Regions from separate parts of the Pan troglodytes genome. Here region 1 is linked to region 2. The links are chromatin contacts, called in public capture Hi-C maps. All regions are on one chromosome and are shown on one strand. Each heading gives the region's core, a stretch centred on a gene start, on an enhancer-like site or on the middle of the called end of the contact. The rest is flanking DNA. Distances are from core to core; before and after follow the strand shown.

Region 1 (3,835 bases), core at 553-3,052, 460 kb before region 2:
GTGCTAATTCCATGCTCCAAGACCTTCAGCGACTCCCCAGACTGCAGTAAAGACATCCGGGCCCCATGATCCTGGCCCCCATCCCCCTCCATGATCTGACCCCCCATACCTGTCCAGCCTTGTTCCCCATCCCCCAGTCTCAGCCATGAGTCAGTCCATCATCTCTCCTCCTATGACACAGTCCATCATCTCTCCTCCTGGTGCCCTTATTGTGGGGTTTCCTTGCCCTGGGATACCCTTCTTCATAGGACGGTGAAGTTCGCATCCATTCCTCCAGGCCTCTGGGCTCCTCCCACATCCACTGCCCAAAACATCTTCCTTCCTGTCTTTTTCGGGAGGACTTAGTCTGTGTTAGAGGTATCTGTGTTGGACTCTTTCCTGTTCCGCTATCGCCCCCACCCCTGTCATCTGTACTTCCTCTGACCCCCTCACATTTATTAACTGCTCACTGTGGGCCAGATTCTGTGCTAAGTGTTATATACACTGTCTCATTTCACCCAATCAACCACCACAGACATGAGCGCTAGCACCACACCATTTTAGGGGACATTAAACGAGGCTCCGTAAGGCTGAGTGACCCGCTCCAGGTTACACAGGAGTGAAGGGGAGTGGAGCTGTGACTTGAACCCAGGTCCGCCTAACTCCTCTTGAAACCTTTTCTCTAAACCGCTAATCTAGATCTTCCAACAGTGTGCCCTGGTCATGGTGTGGCGGGACTGGGTAGAAGGGCCCCATGACAGTGCTCTCCTCCGCCTGCCTTGGGGCACATGGATAGGCCAGGCACTGCCAGCCACGAGCAGGCTCTGTGGTCACCAGGGTGCTGTGCTAATATTGTGTGCTGTGATGTGAAAGAGGATGGAAAGCCCTGCCATAAATTAGACTTGATTGTGGCCCTGAGCTGGCAAGGGCAGCCCTCTTCCCCATAGTTCCTGCCTGGCCTAGGAGTGCCTGTTCAAGTGCCCCACCCAGCTGCATCTTGCCCTGGGCCAGACTCCTCTGGCCAAGGAGCCTCTCTGTGGGAGAGAGGGTGGTGGTTGGCCTTGGGCTTGGGGTCAGATCTGTGGCCCCTAAAGTGAGTAGAGCTCCCAGAGGGCCCTGCCTAAGCTGTCCAGCTCCAGTCCTCGTCCAGGCTGGCATCCCTCCCACCCAGGCCTTGGACCTCCCAGCCTAGACCTTGAGGCAGCTGAGCTGTTCCCACTCAGCCGTGGCATGGCCATGCAGAGGCTGTGTCTCTCATCACCTTCTCACAGGGCTCTGCTGAGAACTCAGTGCACAGCCTGGTTGGCTGTTCATGGTGACTCCCTGCTGTCAAGTCCAAGCCCAGCTTGGCGTGAATGGAGAGGTGACAGAACTAGAGTGCGAAGATTCTCTAAATCAGGACTCTGTACCACGTGGGATCCCGGACAGAGCTATTCTACTCTACTACACTGAGTGTGTGCACTCAATGTCAAGGTTTTCAGTTTCATTAGATCTGCCCAACCACCCTAGGAGGTTAGTAGGGCCATCAGCCTCCCTCACATTTTGCGCAGGAGAATACTAAGCCCAGGAGTGGGCTGGAACTTACCCAAGGTCACACATCAAGAATTCAGGGCAACTGAACCTCGAGCATCTTGACTGCAGGCTCAGGGCCCTGTCAGTTTTTCATGCTCCTCCCTGGGACTCTGGCTGATTCTGGGACTCCCAGCTCACACGGAGGAAGGCAGGCTGCTGCCTGGATGAACTTCAAGTGTTCCTTCTCCTGTTCCCTGCTACATCTTAGATTTTACAGTGTGTCCTTGGCTAAAGGCAGCCTGGGCACACTGCAGTGCCCTGGTGTAACGGACAGCCATGGGCCTTGCACTTGAACTAGGGTCTGGCCCCAGGACTGTGACATGCTCACCCTGAGCCCTGGGTTCTCCTCTGAGAAATGCTGGGGTCACCTGCTTTGAGGGCTGTTCTTAGTATGAAGCAAGAGCACAGTAAGACAAAAGACTACAGAGCCGACACACACACACACACACACACACACACACACACACACACACACACACAGAGTAGTGCATTCCAGAACGATACACTCATTTCATTTTCCTGTTGTCATTCAGAGAGGCGAGCGCACTGGGAGCCACAAAAGTGCAATGTTGCAAAGACTTTTCCAAAATAGGATGCGTAATGGCTGCTGTGGCCACTGCTGGCGGTGTGTGGGGATACCTGGGTAGCAGCAGGCCACCGGAGAGTGAGCATCCCTCCTTCTGTGCTCTGCAGTGGGGCTCATTTTTCTGGGCCAGGTTCTTGCCTGCCTGCAATCCTCCTCTGATGACGGAGTTACCAGTGATGCTCAGGATGCTCCGATTTCATTATAACTATAAACCTGTTCTCAACTCATCTCTCATATACCCTCTGGCAACAAATATATAGAAATGAACCTATAAACTTTGTACACACACATATACACACACACGCACACACATACAAGTCTTCTGAGGTTACATTATTCTAGTTTATAGGGTTACACAACTTTTGGGCTTGAAGAGACTCAAGTGTCTTCTCTCATATCTCTTCCTTAGGGTACAGTCTCTGCCAACGGCCCACTGTCCAGTCTTTCTTTGCATACCTCTGGTGATGAGACACTCACTACCTCCTAAGGAAGCCCAGTTCATTTATGGTTAGATTGGACTTAAATGTGTGAACTTTCTTCCTTATTTTGAGCTGAAATCTATACTTCAGGGACTTTTTCCACTGTCCCAGGCTCTGTCCTCTGGGGCTCTTCTCTTGGCTCTAGGACAGCAATTCTTTTTTTCTTTTTTTTTTTTTTGAGACAGAGTCTTGCTCTGTCACCCAGGCTGGAGTGCAGTGGTGTGATCTTGGCTCACTGCAACCTCTACCTCCTAGGTTCAAGTAATTCTTCTGCCTCAGCCTCCTGAGTAGCTGAGATTACACGTGCATGCCACAACACCCGGCTGATTTTTATATTTTTAGTAGAGATGGGGTTTCCCCATGTTGGTCAGGCTGGTCTTGAACTCCTGACCTCAGGTGATCCACCCATCTCCGTCTCCCAAAGTGCTGGGATTACAGGCATGAGCCACTGCGCCTGGCCTAGGACAGCAATTCTGAGGTTAGAGACAGCAGTTGTGCCCTCTGAGCCAACTATAGGTTTCCAAGGGGATCTGAGTAGGGCAAGACAGTTGTCCCCTTCCCATGCCTAGCACCCTGTTCACCTGGGGCTGTTCCTGAACTTGCCTTAGTTATCTGGCAGCCAAACCACAGCATGGAGCTTGGCAGATTGCATGGTTAATGTCCACATTTATGGAATTTTGGGGCTTGCAATAGTCACACACACACATGCACATGATGTCCTCACACATATACATGCACAAGCACAAACACACACCTCTTTGGTGTTCTTCAAAGACCTAAGGGCCCATGCATCCTGTGATTCAGAACCCCCAGTATTTTCCTCTGCTGCCCAGGAGAAATACTCTAGTGACCTCCTTGTCATCTCGTCCCTCATGACCTTTTAGGATATGCAGCCTTGTGCGAAATTCCAAAAATAGGCTACCAAAGGCTACTGATAAGTGACCTTAATGATCTCACGACAAGTAATTGGGAAGAGCCAAATGAGAGAAGGGAGTGGCCAATCCAAAGGAAAGATGGGGCCGGGGGAATAAGAACAGGAATGCAGATTTAAGGAAAGTTGAAGTTGTACATTTTTTTTCTATGAACCAAAGAATGTGAGGTAGCTTTGGCACAGCAAAACAGTGAGCATATAACTGCCTCTAACTACAATTTAGCATTTGTCACATATATAATCCCATGTGCTCCTGTAATAATCCCATGCAAGGTAGGACAGGAAGTA
Region 2 (3,914 bases), core at 479-2,978:
TATTTTAATAGAAGGAAGGCATTTAAAAGGTATATTGGAGCATGTTTTCAGCTTTTCCATAAACCACTGCCGTGCTGAGTCAGACAGTGGTGCCCCCAGCTCAATAATCTGTCTCAGACAGTGGTGCCAAAGGAGCTAATCCGGTCATGGGGAATCTGACTGTTAGAAGGGATCTTATCTATGTTCCAGTCAGTATGGGAATCTCCTTCAGCAAACTGACAAAGGTATCCAAGCTGTTGAATACCTTGAGTGATGGGGAGCTCACTACTCACACCCTCCCAGTAACTCATTTTATTTCAAGACGCTTTCAGTGTCATAGACCAATCACATTTCATAGGTGGGGAAAACCACCTATCAAAGGCAAGAGAGAGGACGACTCCCTGTCGTCCCTCAGCAGGGAGTGTGGGACAGGAACCTGGTCCTCTTGCCACTGGCCAGCACCTTCTCATTCTATCACACTCCTGGTGGTTGTGTCCCTGCCTAAGTATCTTTTCCACCAGACCAGCCTCTATGCTCCAGTGTCCCATTCCAACATCATCTTACCCCTGACAGCAACCCAGGAGGTAGGATGAAGGGCAGAGGGTACAGGCTCAGACCATTCCAAAAATTCTACTGCACATGCAGACTTTTCTCACCATTGTCTTTGGTCACAGGGGCCGCAACAGGGAGTGCAGAGCGGCTTGTCTTGTCCTGGGGGGCAGCCCTCATTGTGGAGTCCAGAGCTGGCTCAGGCTCGTCAGAGAAAGGCAAAGGCTGGTTGCTGGACAGCCCACGGGGCAGCGTCTGCATCAGTTTGAGCTTTCGGAACCGATTGGACATTCGGTTCCACCAGGACTGCCAAAGGAACGCAGAGCAGAAGTCATGCTCCAGGAAGGGCAAGGAGACCAGGCCCAGGACCTGCCAGCCCAGAGACAGTGACTACATTCACATGTGCCTGCCCTCCCCTCTCCTGGGGCCCAGACAGACATTACTGATCAATGATAGCACCCATTCCCAATAAGCCATGGTTACTCACTAAATCTTTCCTGACCCAGCCCTTAGGCAGTCACTTCCAATAGCCTGGAGGTGGCAGTGAACCCTATTTGCCATCCCTCATCTAATCAATCTCCTCATTGCACAGATTGAGAAATGGAGACCCAGACAGGATTGCTGACTTGCTTGAGGTCTTACAGTGAGACAGGGACAGATGGACACAGAGGCAGCTCCAGATTCCTAAGCGTCTACAATTGCATAATCTCCCTCCTCCTGCTCTGGTGATAACGTGAGAGGCATCAGGATCTCTATACCAGGGCCTGGGCCAGCTGCTCCTATAGCTGAGCCTCACCTAGAGAGGACAGGCACTACCTCCTGGGAATGCTTGTAACCCATGACCACTCAGAGGTTAATGAACAGCCACGAAGGGCATCTGTGAGGGCCTGCCTGTGGAAATGGCAGTAAGAGCAGGAATGAAGGGAGCTATGAGAACAACACAGTCAGGAAGGATGCAGAGCTTGAGCCAGCAATGGACACAAAAGGAGTGCCGAGTCTGCAGCCCTCAGAAGGCGCTACCACCCCATGCAGACTGGGGAGGTCGGCAGACAAGACCAGTGTTTTGTTTTGTTTTCTCAGGCATAAAGTAAGTTTGATTTCAAACAAGTAGAGCAGGATGTGGAAGATGAGAAATCCAAAGAGAAAGTCTCAGCTTGCAGTTACAAGCAGCCACCAGAGCTTGTTTCTGGTGTTTCCAGGAAGCTGGCAGGGCCTGTGGACTGCAGGGAGACCCCAGAGTGGCATGATCAGCAAATATCCTGCACAGTAAAGCAGAGGCTGCAAACGGATTCCTTGGGAAGAGAAGTGTTTGCTTTGGCCAGCTCAGTACTACATCATGCAGAATTTTCTAAAATTCCCTGTACTTATAAATTAAGATTCCATATCAAAATCTGGATTTCTATTTTTTCCTTTAAAAAAAAAAAGAGAGAGATCTAGTAATATGGACCCACATTCCTTTTTGAGACAAGTTCTTGTTCTGTCGCCCAGGCTGGAGTGCAGTGATGTGATCTCAGCTCACTGCAACCACAGCCTCCCAGGCTCAAGCAATTCTCCTGTCTCAGCCTCTGGAGTAGCTGGGATTACAGGCGTGGACCCACATTCTTACAAAGCAGCCACTGTTGCCACAACATGGTCACAGTCTCCCCAGTTTTTCCTGGTCCCCTGTGTTTCCTATTGCTCAATGCCAGCTCACCTGCCACCCCTGCAGGGACTCCCTAGCATAAACCAGCCTGGGTGCATAGGAGGCAGCAGGCTCCCCGCCAGCCCCCATCTCCCTGGCCCCCAAGCCCCTTTAAGACAGGAAAAGGCAAACCTTCAGTCCACCCTTGTCATCGGGCAGCACTGGGATGCTCCAGGGCTGTCGGACCTTCGAGTGGGGCAGGGGAGGCTGGTGGCTCGGCCGGCCTTTGTCTTTATTCACCTGCATGCAGACAGATGCCAGCAGTCGAACAAGTTCCGTGTCTATGGACACAAAAGGCAGCATTTTACCTGCAAATATGTCTGTTGGGCCATAAGGAGAAGACTCAAGATGACCCGTTAGACTTAGAACTCAGCCCTGCAGCTCCAGGGTCTGTGTAATTCCAGAATCAAGGCACCTGCCTCTCCATCTGATCTTCAAAAGGTAGCAAACAAAGCCAGCAGGGCTTAACCTACTTAACCAGAAAGAAAAACCGGAAGTCCTCTCTCATGAGGAAGGCAGGGGGACAGTGTGTTTAAAAGTGCAGGCTTCACAGCCAGGCTGCAGAGGTTCAGATTCTGCTTCTGTCCCTCCCTGGCTGTGTAACTGCAGGTAAATTACAAAGCCTCTTTGTGCGTCTGTACAAGTCAGTGACATTAATACCCACCACATAAAGGTATCTTGTCAATTCACGGGAATTCCTTTAGAGCAATACAAGTGCTTTAAAAATACTAAGTATTATGAAGTTATTAGGAACCCAACTCAGTTATATAAAAAAAGCATTGCAAAAAAGATTGAGAAGAAACTACTCCAAACTATTAACAATGCTTTTTCTTGATGACTATTTCTTTTTTTTTTTTTTTTTGGAGACAGAGTCTTGCTCTGTCACCCAGGCTGGAGTGCAGTGGCACAATCTTGGCTCACCGCAACCTCCACCTCCTAGGTTCAAGCGGTTCTTTGCCTCAGCCTCCCATGTAGCTGGGGCTACAGTGCCCGCCATCATGCCTGGCTAATTTTTGTATTTTTAGTAGAGATGGGGTTTCGTCATGTTGGCCAGGCTGGTCTCGAACCCCTGGCCTCAAGTGATCGACCCACCTCAGCCTCCCAAAGTGCTGGGATTATGGGCGTGAGCCATCCACGCCAGGTTATTTCTTTTTTCTCTCCAAGTATTCAATAATAGGCATGAGTTTCTTCAAAAGTTTTGTGTAAACACTTCATTTAAAAACCCAGTAGGCAAAATATTCCTAGGAATAGACTGTTTTATTGGGAAAGGGAATAAACGGCAGTGGAGGCTAGGGAGAAGAGGAACACTGAAAAGATGAGTTTCTCAGAAAAAGTGTGTATGAGATCCAGCGAGAGTGGCTGCGGACTGATTCTGAATAACAAACTCTTGGCAAGTGAAGAAGGTCTCCAATGAGGTAGAGTAGGATCACTGGACTTGGGGCACAGGACTCCAACCCTCTGGCTGGGACAGATCACTTCCCGAGTCTTGGCGACCTCATCTCTTCAAGAGGATGTGAACCTCTGCTTCCCCTCTCAGACCTCTTTGAGGGTCAAACAGAACCAAGTGTGCATCTGTGAAGTGCAGGGGCCTGCAGCAGGGAAGGGGTGGCAAGGGTGGCAGTGCTGTGACGAGGAAGGGCATACCTGCTGGCTACCCCTCTAGCTAAGAGGGGCAGCAGGTGACTTGTGACTGCAGAGGTGAAAG

The links. Capture Hi-C pulls out chosen DNA fragments and counts their contacts.
Region 1: a capture Hi-C map of stem cell-derived neural stem cells shows a contact between it and region 2, with 4 times the contacts expected there. The contact joins two enhancer-like sites. A contact is called at or near these places in 5 of 7 Hi-C or Micro-C datasets (blood, induced pluripotent stem cells, a lymphoblastoid cell line and 1 more), 1 of 1 datasets of contacts at active chromatin or transcription factors (stem cell-derived excitatory neurons) and 1 of 1 other capture datasets (stem cell-derived neural stem cells).

The regions. Positions count from the first base shown.
Region 1 is chr11:40,189,593-40,193,427 of NHGRI_mPanTro3-v2.0_pri, reverse strand. All of the region lies in intron 13 of GABBR2 (gamma-aminobutyric acid type B receptor subunit 2), which reads right to left. Among named protein-coding and RNA genes, the nearest start is that of TBC1D2, 68 kb to the left of the region's middle. Within about 2 kb of position 1,802, at least 2 of the 24 cell types and tissues checked have an H3K27ac peak or open chromatin away from gene starts, as enhancers often do. A contact at or near this core is called in stem cell-derived neural stem cells, where this site is marked.
Region 2 is chr11:39,732,990-39,736,903 of NHGRI_mPanTro3-v2.0_pri, reverse strand. ANKS6 (ankyrin repeat and sterile alpha motif domain containing 6) reads right to left here. Exons shown (of 17, transcript XR_010148622.1): 6 at 2,342-2,490; 7 at 636-834. Among named protein-coding and RNA genes, the nearest start is that of ANKS6, 17 kb to the right of the region's middle. Within about 2 kb of position 1,728, at least 5 of the 24 cell types and tissues checked have an H3K27ac peak or open chromatin away from gene starts, as enhancers often do. A contact at or near this core is called in stem cell-derived neural stem cells, where this site is marked.